2 separate regions of the Mus musculus genome follow, and region 1 is linked to region 2. Evidence: chromatin contacts called from public Micro-C data. All regions are on one chromosome and are shown on one strand. The core of a region is the stretch at or near the end of the contact, and the rest is flanking DNA. Distances in the headings are between cores, read along the strand shown.

The links. A called contact is a pair of places that touch in the nucleus more often than the background predicts.
Region 1: a Micro-C map of the G1E-ER4 cell line shows a contact between it and region 2, with 2.2 times the contacts expected there. The contact joins two enhancer-like sites. A contact is called at or near these places in 1 of 15 datasets of contacts at CTCF or cohesin (CD8 T cells), 4 of 484 Hi-C or Micro-C datasets (the 3T3-L1 cell line, the G1E-ER4 cell line, double positive thymocytes and 1 more) and 5 of 115 datasets of contacts at active chromatin or transcription factors (double positive thymocytes, embryonic fibroblasts, embryonic stem cells and 2 more).

Annotation. Positions count from the first base shown.
Region 1 is chr16:95,859,310-95,864,150 of GRCm38.p6, forward strand. The region is part of intron 1 of 1600002D24Rik (RIKEN cDNA 1600002D24 gene); the gene reads right to left. Among named protein-coding and RNA genes, the nearest start is that of Gm32130, 59 kb to the left of the region's middle. Within about 2 kb of position 2,067, at least 89 of the 459 cell types and tissues checked have an H3K27ac peak or open chromatin away from gene starts, as enhancers often do. A contact at or near this core is called in the G1E-ER4 cell line and double positive thymocytes, where this site is marked.
Region 2 is chr16:95,773,705-95,778,554 of GRCm38.p6, forward strand. The region is part of intron 1 of Gm32130 (a long non-coding RNA gene); the gene reads right to left. Among named protein-coding and RNA genes, the nearest start is that of Gm41509, 22 kb to the right of the region's middle. Within about 2 kb of position 2,522, at least 26 of the 459 cell types and tissues checked have an H3K27ac peak or open chromatin away from gene starts, as enhancers often do. A contact at or near this core is called in the G1E-ER4 cell line and double positive thymocytes, where this site is marked.

The DNA.
Region 1 (4,841 bases), core at 817-3,316, 85 kb after region 2:
GTTCAACACAGATAGACACTGGTCTGCAGCTGTCCTGAGGAGTTGGTATGCCAGCCATCATAGAGTCAGTGACGTGGTCAATGAACCACTGTCTGGAATGGAGACAAGGCTCTGCTGGGTGGTGTGCTTGCTTGCTCGGCACACTCAAGGCCCAGGTTCAATTCCTAACACACATAAACTATGTACAGGGATACAGGCCTGTAACCTTTTGGGAGGTGGAGTCAGGAGGATCAGGAGTTCTGTGTCATCCTCAACTATGCAGTGAGTTTGAGGCCAGCCTGAGCTACATGAGGCCAGCCTGAGCTACAATGAGATCCTTTAATCTATCATTTTCCATTGTGATTGTTGCTGTTGTTATACTTTTATAATTGTTGTTGTTGTTATACATATGTGTATATATGTACCATATATATGTGTGTACATATGTATGTGTACATATGTATGTATATGTGTGTATGTATGTAAAATATGTATATATCTTCTAAGAAAGAACATTCCTAAAGAAGCAGAGACCTTTTGGCTCTTGCCAAAAGTGTTTAACATTCAAGAAAGTCCAACTTTTAACCAAACTGGTCCATTTCTGGATTATTTTTAGGGTCAAGGCTATGATAAGTCCTAACACTCAAACATACAGCTCAGAAATCTGTTTATAACATGTTAACTAGGCTGCCGTGTTTGGGAGGGAGAAACAGGGTTCAAGAGAGGGCCAGAGATGGATGGAGTCATCCTTCAGCCTGAGCTGATTACAGCGGCAGGCAGTACCAGCCAGGTCCAAAATAAAACTTCCCTACCCAGGGACAGCAGAACTCACACTTTGAAGGTCCCTTGTGAGAGAATGGGAGAGGGAAAGGCTGTGAGGAACTGGATCCAAGGTCCACTGACATCACCTAAGTAGACAAAGGGACACTGTTTGCTTCGAGTGCTAGAGCAGGTGTTTGAGCCGTCCCAAGGCCATTCCCAAACAAGGTAACACGGAAAGACAATAGGCTGGTGAGGAAATGGCGTGACCATGACCCCTGTTGCTGCCTCTGAAGCCCTTCTCCATTTATGGTTTTGTTCTGGGAGGGCTTGTTCCCTGGAAGCTGAGTTGGGGACAGGGCCCTGCCTCCGTGATATGAAATGCCTTATAGAAAGAAGTTGTTTTCTGAGACCTCCATGCCCCAGAAACATTTGGCACCTTCAAGTTGGGGTTCAAGGCCAGTGTGAGTCACATGGCTGGTTACATGGTTTGTCTTCCGTCTTCAAGTCAGAGTAGCATGTGGCACAACGGTTATGATTCAGGGAGGAGGTGTGGGCAGCTTGATCTATCCACGGTACAATCTGACCCTCCTGTCATGGTCTAAATATGGAGTATCATGCCTTGGGAGCTCAGTCTCTGGCTGGTGGTGTAATTTGGGGAGGTAGTGGAAGTTTAGGAGGACTACCTGGAAGAGGTGGATTATTGAAGATGTGAAAGACATCCTCTCTACTTCCTGGCCACCACATGGGGAGCCCCACCCTCACTCCTGTCACCACAATGTCCCGGTCATTGCCCGCCCATCTTAGTGTGTGAGGGAACTGTGGGCAGAAGCTGTGGGACCAGAGTTCTTTCTACTTTCACGTCGTTTCTCTCAGGTTCTTGTCACGGTGACAAGAGTCTAGTGCAACCAGTCCTTGGAGAGATGAGAACCAACCAAGGACGTCAACATTAAATACCACAATCTCGACAATCTCGGCTAGAGGGATTGCCCAAACAGCAGCATTCGTCACCAAGACAACCACATCCTCACTGTGTGCTCTAGTAACTGTCATCACATGTGAGGCTGTGTTCTTCCCACAATCCCATGTACCAGAGCCTCCCATAACCTGGCCAAGGACACACATTTGGTCTCTGTAACCACTGCTTGGCATCCCCTCTGCTCAAGAAACTAAGGCAGCCGGGAAGTGTGTCCTGCTTGAGTTGCATAGTTGGTCGGGGCTGAGCTCTGGCAAAGCAGGTCTCTGACTCCAGCTCCCCTTTGCAAAGCCTGGGTCATCAGCCGGAAACTGATCCTCTAGGACTTCCCATGGCTTCCTCTCTGCTGGAGCCAGCTCTCTGCTCCTCCCCTCTCCCTTATCTCTGGAACACAGCCTGAGCGCAAAGGAAAAGGGTCTTCACCACAGCCAAGATTCCCATCTGACTTGGAACGTGAGCCAACGCTAGGCTTCCTCTCACGTTCCTGTCCTAAGGAGGCCTTGCCTTCAGCTGCCTTGGCCCCACAGCGGAAGCCAGCACGGAGGAAGATAACGGGAAAGGCTGGGCGCCTGGGGCCACTTCCCTACCAGATGCTAGAACACATCTCCTGTGCGTTCTGACAGGGTGCCTGAAGAAAGGGCTTCCCAGTTGGATTCGTTTCCTAGGGCCACTATGATCCATGTAATGTTTCTGTTGTCCTTAACCTACAAACAAAAACAAAACAAAACAAAACAACAACAACAACAAAAATCCATTCCCTCCTAGTTGTGGAGGAAGGAAGTCTAGAATCAGGATGTTCACAGGGCAAAAAAAATCAGAAGGGCCCTTCCTGGCCCTCCCAGATTCTGGTCACCTCTAGGATGCTGACTTGCAGCCACACAGCCTTGCCCTCTGAATCCTTCCCCAACATGGCTTCTCCTGTGTTCTGTTTTCCTAAGAACACCAGTCATTTAACCAATGAGGTACCATTCTAATAATTCAACATGACTTCATCTTCCAGGCAGGGTCACAGTCAGAGGAGTTTGAGTGTACATTATTCAACCCATCTAGAGGCTTCTATGCCCATCTCCCCTGAACATGAAACCTCAAAACAAGTAGGTGAATACACATCTCAAAGGGCAGAGGCAGCCTCCAGAATCCAAGAAGAGGCCATTGACCATCTGTCAGGAAGGCTTGAGGGAGCTGAGCCTGGCTTCCCATGCCTCTTCCTGCCCCTTCCTTTCCGTGAAAACCTCTCATCCCTCCATAGACCAAGAGCTAAGACTCCTCCATTCATACAGAAGAAGATCACCACCTTCCATAGCCACAGAAGTCTCACGGTGGCTTGCCACAGATAACCTGAGCACATTTCCATACATACAAATGTAACCCAGTGCCCCAAAGCTATGAGGCAGAGGTAGGCCAGGGTGGCATGGGACACTCCATGTCTGATTTTTGTCTATACCTACAGGGCAGCCCATGATGCTTGCCTGCTGAGGTCTACTGGAGACATATTCCTGTAATCCCCAGCGCACACTCCCTCAACCCAGAGGAATTCCCTTCTTGAAGATTGACTAGCAGCTAGTTTTCTTACAGTCACATGACAATGCAGAGGCGCAGGAAGTCCGGGGTAGGGAGTGGGGGATCCTGGCTGGGCCTCTAGATTTTTGACACATGGAGCAAGGCCACCGGTCACTGGGAACATAGAAGGGAGATATTGCCTACAGTTTGTGGGCAATATGGTAAAAAGCTCTTCTCAGCCACACTCCAGCCGTGCTTGCCAGCTGACCTGCTTCCCCAGAGCCCTGCCTCAGGCAGGAAATGGTGTGAGGGTAGATATCAGCCACCAGGCAGGAAGCCCCACCCACAGAAAGGGCAGCAGGTGCCTGGAAAGAGTCCACTACCTTGCTCTGGACTTGCTGAGTGTGAGGTACAGAAGACCCCACCCATCCCCCATTCTCTACTTCCTCTAGTCAAACAGCAGCCCCCTCTCTCCAACTCACACCCTTGGCCATGAGTTTTGCTTCCTTTCTCATTCTAGGCTCCCCCACCCCACCGCACCCCCAGTTTCCAGGGATCCCTCAGCAAAATGACACCCAAAGAATAAAGAATTCTGAGCCAAGGCAAGCAGTGTGCTCTCCCCATCACCTCCTTTTGCCCTGAAAATATTCCTTTATTTAGCTGGCACTAAATTTAGGTCCTGGCCAACAGAATAGAATGAAAGGAAAGCTTACCCAAGCCTCCCACCCCATCCCGTCTCACTCCCACCTTCCCCTGCCCCAGAGAGGCCTGCCAGCCCACTCCTCCATGAGTACCCTTTCACCCATAGCAGAAGACAACCACTGAGAGCCTGGTGTTGGGCACCCTGCGTGTGTGGCTCCCCAATCACAGAGTTACCTCCTCATAATCCCTCAGGGTCTAGAATATGAAATTAAGAAGCATCTGCATATTAATTAATGTTTCTTAGATCTGCACATTAGAGTACTGTTTCTTAGATTGGCTGTGCTTCTATAGCTGGGCATTTTCTGGTTACGGGGAGCTGTTGTCACTTTTATAATTTCACTTCAGCGACAGCATAGCTATAAAAATTAATGTACTTCCAGTTCATAGTTCCATAGAATAAGCATATCCTGGGGGGGGGAGGGGTGACCCCTCAGTTGTGTGCTTAACGATCAAGCTTAAGAACCTGAGTTTGGTCCTTAGTATCTGTGCAAAGCACTGGGCATGGTGGAGCCTGTTCATAATCTTGGTACTAAGAGTGGAGATAAGCAGACCCCTGGGGTTCTCTGGCTAACTGGCTAGCCTAGCCTAATCCACAAGCCCAGGTCCCTAGTTTCAAAAAGATGAAGTGGATGAGCCACGGACAGACACCCCAGATGATCTCTGCCCTCCACACATATGCACATATACACAACATCTAATTTAGGGTTTTAGACATGAGAACACACCCATCGTCTTCACCCTTTAAGTCTGATCCTCGCCTCATTCAGACTTAGAGGAGGACAGTGCTGGGCTCTAACCCTGAGGCTGCCCAGCCATGTCAGTCTCCCCAGGCACCCATCACAAGCTCCTGGCCCTTGTCCAGGCTTCCCAAGGCAGACACTAGAAGCAGCTACAGTTCCGTGACAACTGAGGCCGCGCTCCCTGT
Region 2 (4,850 bases), core at 1,272-3,771:
CATTTGACCAGCTAAGTCACTAAAATAGTACAGGCACAAACCAGCTGGTCCTTGTTGCTCTGGGCACAAAGTCCCCAGCTAAGGTCCCATATGGGTATTTTTGAAATGATCGTGCATCCTTGAGCCACATGAAATGTGATACATCAAACTCAAACAGAATAAAGATCCTGAACTCAGTGGTTCTTTCTGCAAGGTGAGACCAGGGCCAGGAGGGTGGGAGGGCAGGAACTACTTGTTCACGACCATGGGATTTTTCTATGTTGCTTGATTTCTTTTGCCGGCTGTTTCTAAACTACAAAGCAAATTTGCTCCTCAAAGCATCTGTGGCTGAAGACAGCTTCCTGGGTGAGGGGTGTGGCTCCCTGGCCTCTCAGATAGCCATGACTGCTGCTACACCTGGCTGGACTGATACAGGTAACTTGATAATCTCAGAATGGAAAGCCCACACTGGCTGTTCTGCCGAGCGTGCCAGAGACTAGAAGCTCCCTGGGACTTGCTAACTGGCTAGCCCAGTCTAAAGCTCCCTGGGACTTGCTAACTAGCTAGCCCAGTCTAAAGCTCCCTGGGACTTGCTAACTAGCTAGCCCAGTCTAAAGCTCCCTGGGACTTGCTAACTAGCTAGCCCAGTCTAAAGCTCCCTGGGACTTGCTAACTAGCTAGCCCAGTCTAAAGCTCCCTGGGACTTGCTAACTAGCTAGCCCAGTCTAAAGCTCCCTGGGACTTGCTAACTAGCTAGCCCAGTCTAAAGCTCCCTGGGACTTGCTAACTAGCTAGCCCAGTCTAAAGAGCAAATCCTAGATCTCAATGAGAGACCCTGTCTCAAAAGCCCAAAGCAGAGTCATCTGAGGACTGTACTTAAGATTGTTCTATGGCTTCCACATGTATGTGGACACATGTACACGCAGTGGAACACACCCCAAATGAACACATATATACAAACACATGAACACAGACACACATACACAGACACACAGACACACACATACACACACACACACACACACAGGCTTGTATACACAAAAGTAAAGCACAGAAAAATAAACCATACACAATTTATTATCCTAAATTTCCTTGGCAGGGGCCATTTTCCAAGAGCCCCCAGAATGGTAGGCCACCAGTTCCAGAGTCCTCTTGACAGACTGCACCAAGAGCAGCCACCCCACCAACAGAACCTTCCAGAAAACTTGAGTGCTTTCAAGACCCAATATCTTAACAGAAAATCACAAAACAAAAACAAATAGAACTTGGTTTTTGGCTAAGCCTGGGGAGCCTTTGTTGAGACAGATCAAACCTCTCAGGCTGCTTCTGTTAACCAGGGACTGTGTTTATCAGACTCGGGGCTTGCAAGTCCCTTGAAGCTAAGAGGTACAAGAGGACTCCTTCAGCACTTCACAGGTTGATGTCAAAACGCTGATGTTGACGACGGGTAGCCTTGAGCTTCTACAGTGACTTGGCTGCTTCTGGTGGGAACAGTGAGGAAACACACACACACACAATTTTTCCTGTAATAATGTCACAAACTGAGCCTCCTGGATGCTCATCACTGGGACCTGAGCAAGATGAGGCTGGTGGTCCATGTACTTATTTTCTACAGAAGGATGGGAGTGCTGGGCAAAGATGGTTCAATCCCCTGGAGGTACTGAGCATCTTAAGCCTGGAGCTGTGGAAGGAAACTAGGCTTCCTTCCTCAGCCCACCTTGCTGCTAAACACCCTGCAGCAGGAGCCTTGTGGCCTGTTTGAGGTTTGTTTCCTTCCCTAGCTAAGAGATTCGGGGTCTATGGGTAAAGCTAGACTTCTCAGGTCTAGTATCACTTGACACATCTTTCTTTTCCAACCCTCTAACTCCGAGTCAGGAAGTTCCTATCCCCATATCAGGTCCTACAAGTGCACTTGCAAACAAGTGAGGAGGGGGATGGGCAGAGAGCAACCAGGGTCAAAAGGACAGACAGTGGATGCCACTGTAGTAAGTACAGCATGGAGCATGGATTCGCCAGCCCACGAAGCTAACCATACAGGGTCTGATTCTCAAACGCAGGAGCCAAGAGACCCCCTCTGCAAACCCACAAGCCCAACAAAGCTGCCTCCCTTTCCCTCCCACCCCAGTCCTTGTACGACTTTCACCTTCGTCCCTGGGCTCTCTGTTGTCCTCTGATTCTCTAATGTTACCCTCTTGCTTTCTTCTCCTCTTTCAAATACACCTGTTATTCTCAAACCTTGACATGGAAAATCTCATGCATTCTCCCTTCCCGAGTCCATTCCTCCTTTCCTTTTCTCTCTACCAAAGGATCAACATTGAGCCGGTCTTACAGAGTATGGGGAATGTGGGGGGCCTGGGGGAGCCCTGCAGGTGGACAGAAAATATTGGAAGACCCTGCTATTAAGGTAGCAGTCTACCATGTCCAGAGAGTTCTCTGAGCTCAGCACAAAATGGAGGACTCCCATTCTCAGCGGGGCCTCCCTTCTTCTGCCCAACTTTATTTTGGGAGGGTCTCTAACCTTATCTACAAGATGACTGTGCACAGAGCTTCCTGCAAGTCCTGCATGATTCAGCATGTAAGTCCCACTCAGCCATATGATAATTAGGTACTGTGTTATGGCCAATCTGTTGTGTTTTATAAAAAGATAAGGGGAGAGAGAATATGTTTGGTGGATGTGTAGTCAGGTGTAAGGGGAGGGAGTGCCTCTGAGGGCCTATGCTGAGGGTCCTCTGAGGGACCAGTCACATGATGGTATAGTATAGAATAGAGTTTATTCAGGGCATCGGGAGGGGAGTTGAGAGGGTAGTAGAGACAGAGAAAGGCAGGGGGGAGGGGAGGGAGGGAGGGAGAGAGAGAGAGAAAGAGAGAGAGAGAGTAGAGGAGTAGAGGCTGGCCATGAGCACATGGAGAGAGAGGGGGAAGGAGAATGGGGAGAGAGGAGGTAAAGAGGGAGGGGACAAAGTGAGAGCAAGAAGACAAGGGGGGGAAGGAGCCCCTTTTATAGTGAGTCAGGCATACCTGGCTGTTGCCTGGTAACTGTGGGGTGGATCCTAGATAAAATGCCAACACAATCAGCCCTTCCTGCTCATTAACCCCCCCCCATGCTTATATACCCTACCCTTGGAGTAATAAAGTGAGCTATCTTACTGCAGCTGACTCCTGGAAGCCCTTCCGCCATACTCACGGCCATCTGAACCCTGCTCACTGCTTTAGGAACTTACTCTAGGGCTGGTGAGATGGCTCAGTGGGTAAGAGCGAGCACCCGACTGCTCTTCCGAAGGTCAGGAGTTCAAATCACAGCAACCACATGGTGGCTCACAACCATCCGTAACGAGATCTGACTCCCCCTTCTGGAGTGTCTGAAGACAGCTACAGTGTACTTACATATAATAAATAAATAAATCTTAAAAAAAAAAAAAAGGAACTTACTCTAAAGCTTCCCACTGAAGTTTGATCAAGGTGTTCTTGGCATGTGGTCCCTGCGCAAGTAAACACTTGAGTGAGGGTGTGTCGTGTGTTAGGTGCCATTAGATTGCTAGACATAACAGGTGTGTAAACTGGGGTTTGTTTAAGTGCATTTGGAGAACCCTGCTCCAAGGAGCTGCTTCTTGATCAGAGAGTTGGGTGGTTCCAAGCGTTTGGAAGGAGTCCCATTCTTTACCCATCTTCTAGGGTTTCCTGTGATATAACCCTATTTGTCATTAGCGAACCCACTGCTACCCTCTGCCAGCAGCATGCCTGCCTCCATGCTGTGGAGTCACTGGAGTGAGCTTGCTCTGTGTGAAGTTCCTGGGGCCCTTGGTAGGTTCTTCTCCTTGGCTTAGGGCTGTTTGTGGTGGGATTGATCACTCAGGACCAGGAAACTTTATCCCTCGGGCATAGGGGGATGAGAAAAGACAAGCCCCTCCCCTTCCCTCCATGGGGGCTGGGGACAAGATGCTGTGAGGTTCTTACACACAAAGGAAGACTGTTGATGGCATTCAGGACTCCAGGTGGATTCAAGTGCATCCTGACAAGGCAGCCTCTGGGTGGAAGAAACTCATGGCTAGCAACAGCTCTTCTCAGATTAAGCAACATGGCTGTGGCCACCAGCAGACGCCTTCCACAGACGCCTGCTCAATGCTTCAGCTGGTAACTAGAAGGGGAAAAGCCAGCTTGGCACAGTGCTGCTCAAAAGATCGACTTGCAAAGACAGTCCTGGCTTTTTAAAGGCCCTGTTTCCTCTCATTGACTCCTCCCCACTGCATCACACCTTCCTCCCTTCATGATTTTAATGTTTAATTTTTATATATTCAGACATTTTGCTCGCGTGTATGTCTGTGTAGGACCTGTGTGCAGTGCCTATGGAGGCTAGAAGAGGGTGTCCCTGTGACAGGAGCTACAGATGGCTGAAAGTTGGGTGCTGGGAATCCAACTCAAGTCCTCTGGAAGAACAGCCCATGCTATTAACTACTAAGCTATCACTCAAGACCACCTTAGTGCTTTCTGAAATCAAGAGGAGACTTTGCAGGATACAGACACGCACCCCCACTCACCCCTGCCCCCAAGTGAGCAGATGAACCCTGCCAACCGGAGGATGGGTCCTTCCAGCCAAGGGTCTGCCTAGCCCTCGGGTTTCAGGGCTGCCTCTGGATCTGAGTGGGGCTCCAGGCAGTTTATTATTTTGCCTTTGCTTCTGGCACTTCTTAAAACAAACCTCAAAGATGAAAAAACCTCCTGTCTGAAATGCATTCCTTTTAGAATCCAAGAAATGACTCACAGAGGCTGGGCTGGCATTTATGTCCCCGTTAACATGATTAACTGCAGAAATCCTATTTTTGAAATGTAGACTTTGTACCCTACATATTCTTCTAGAACAAAATAGAAGAAAA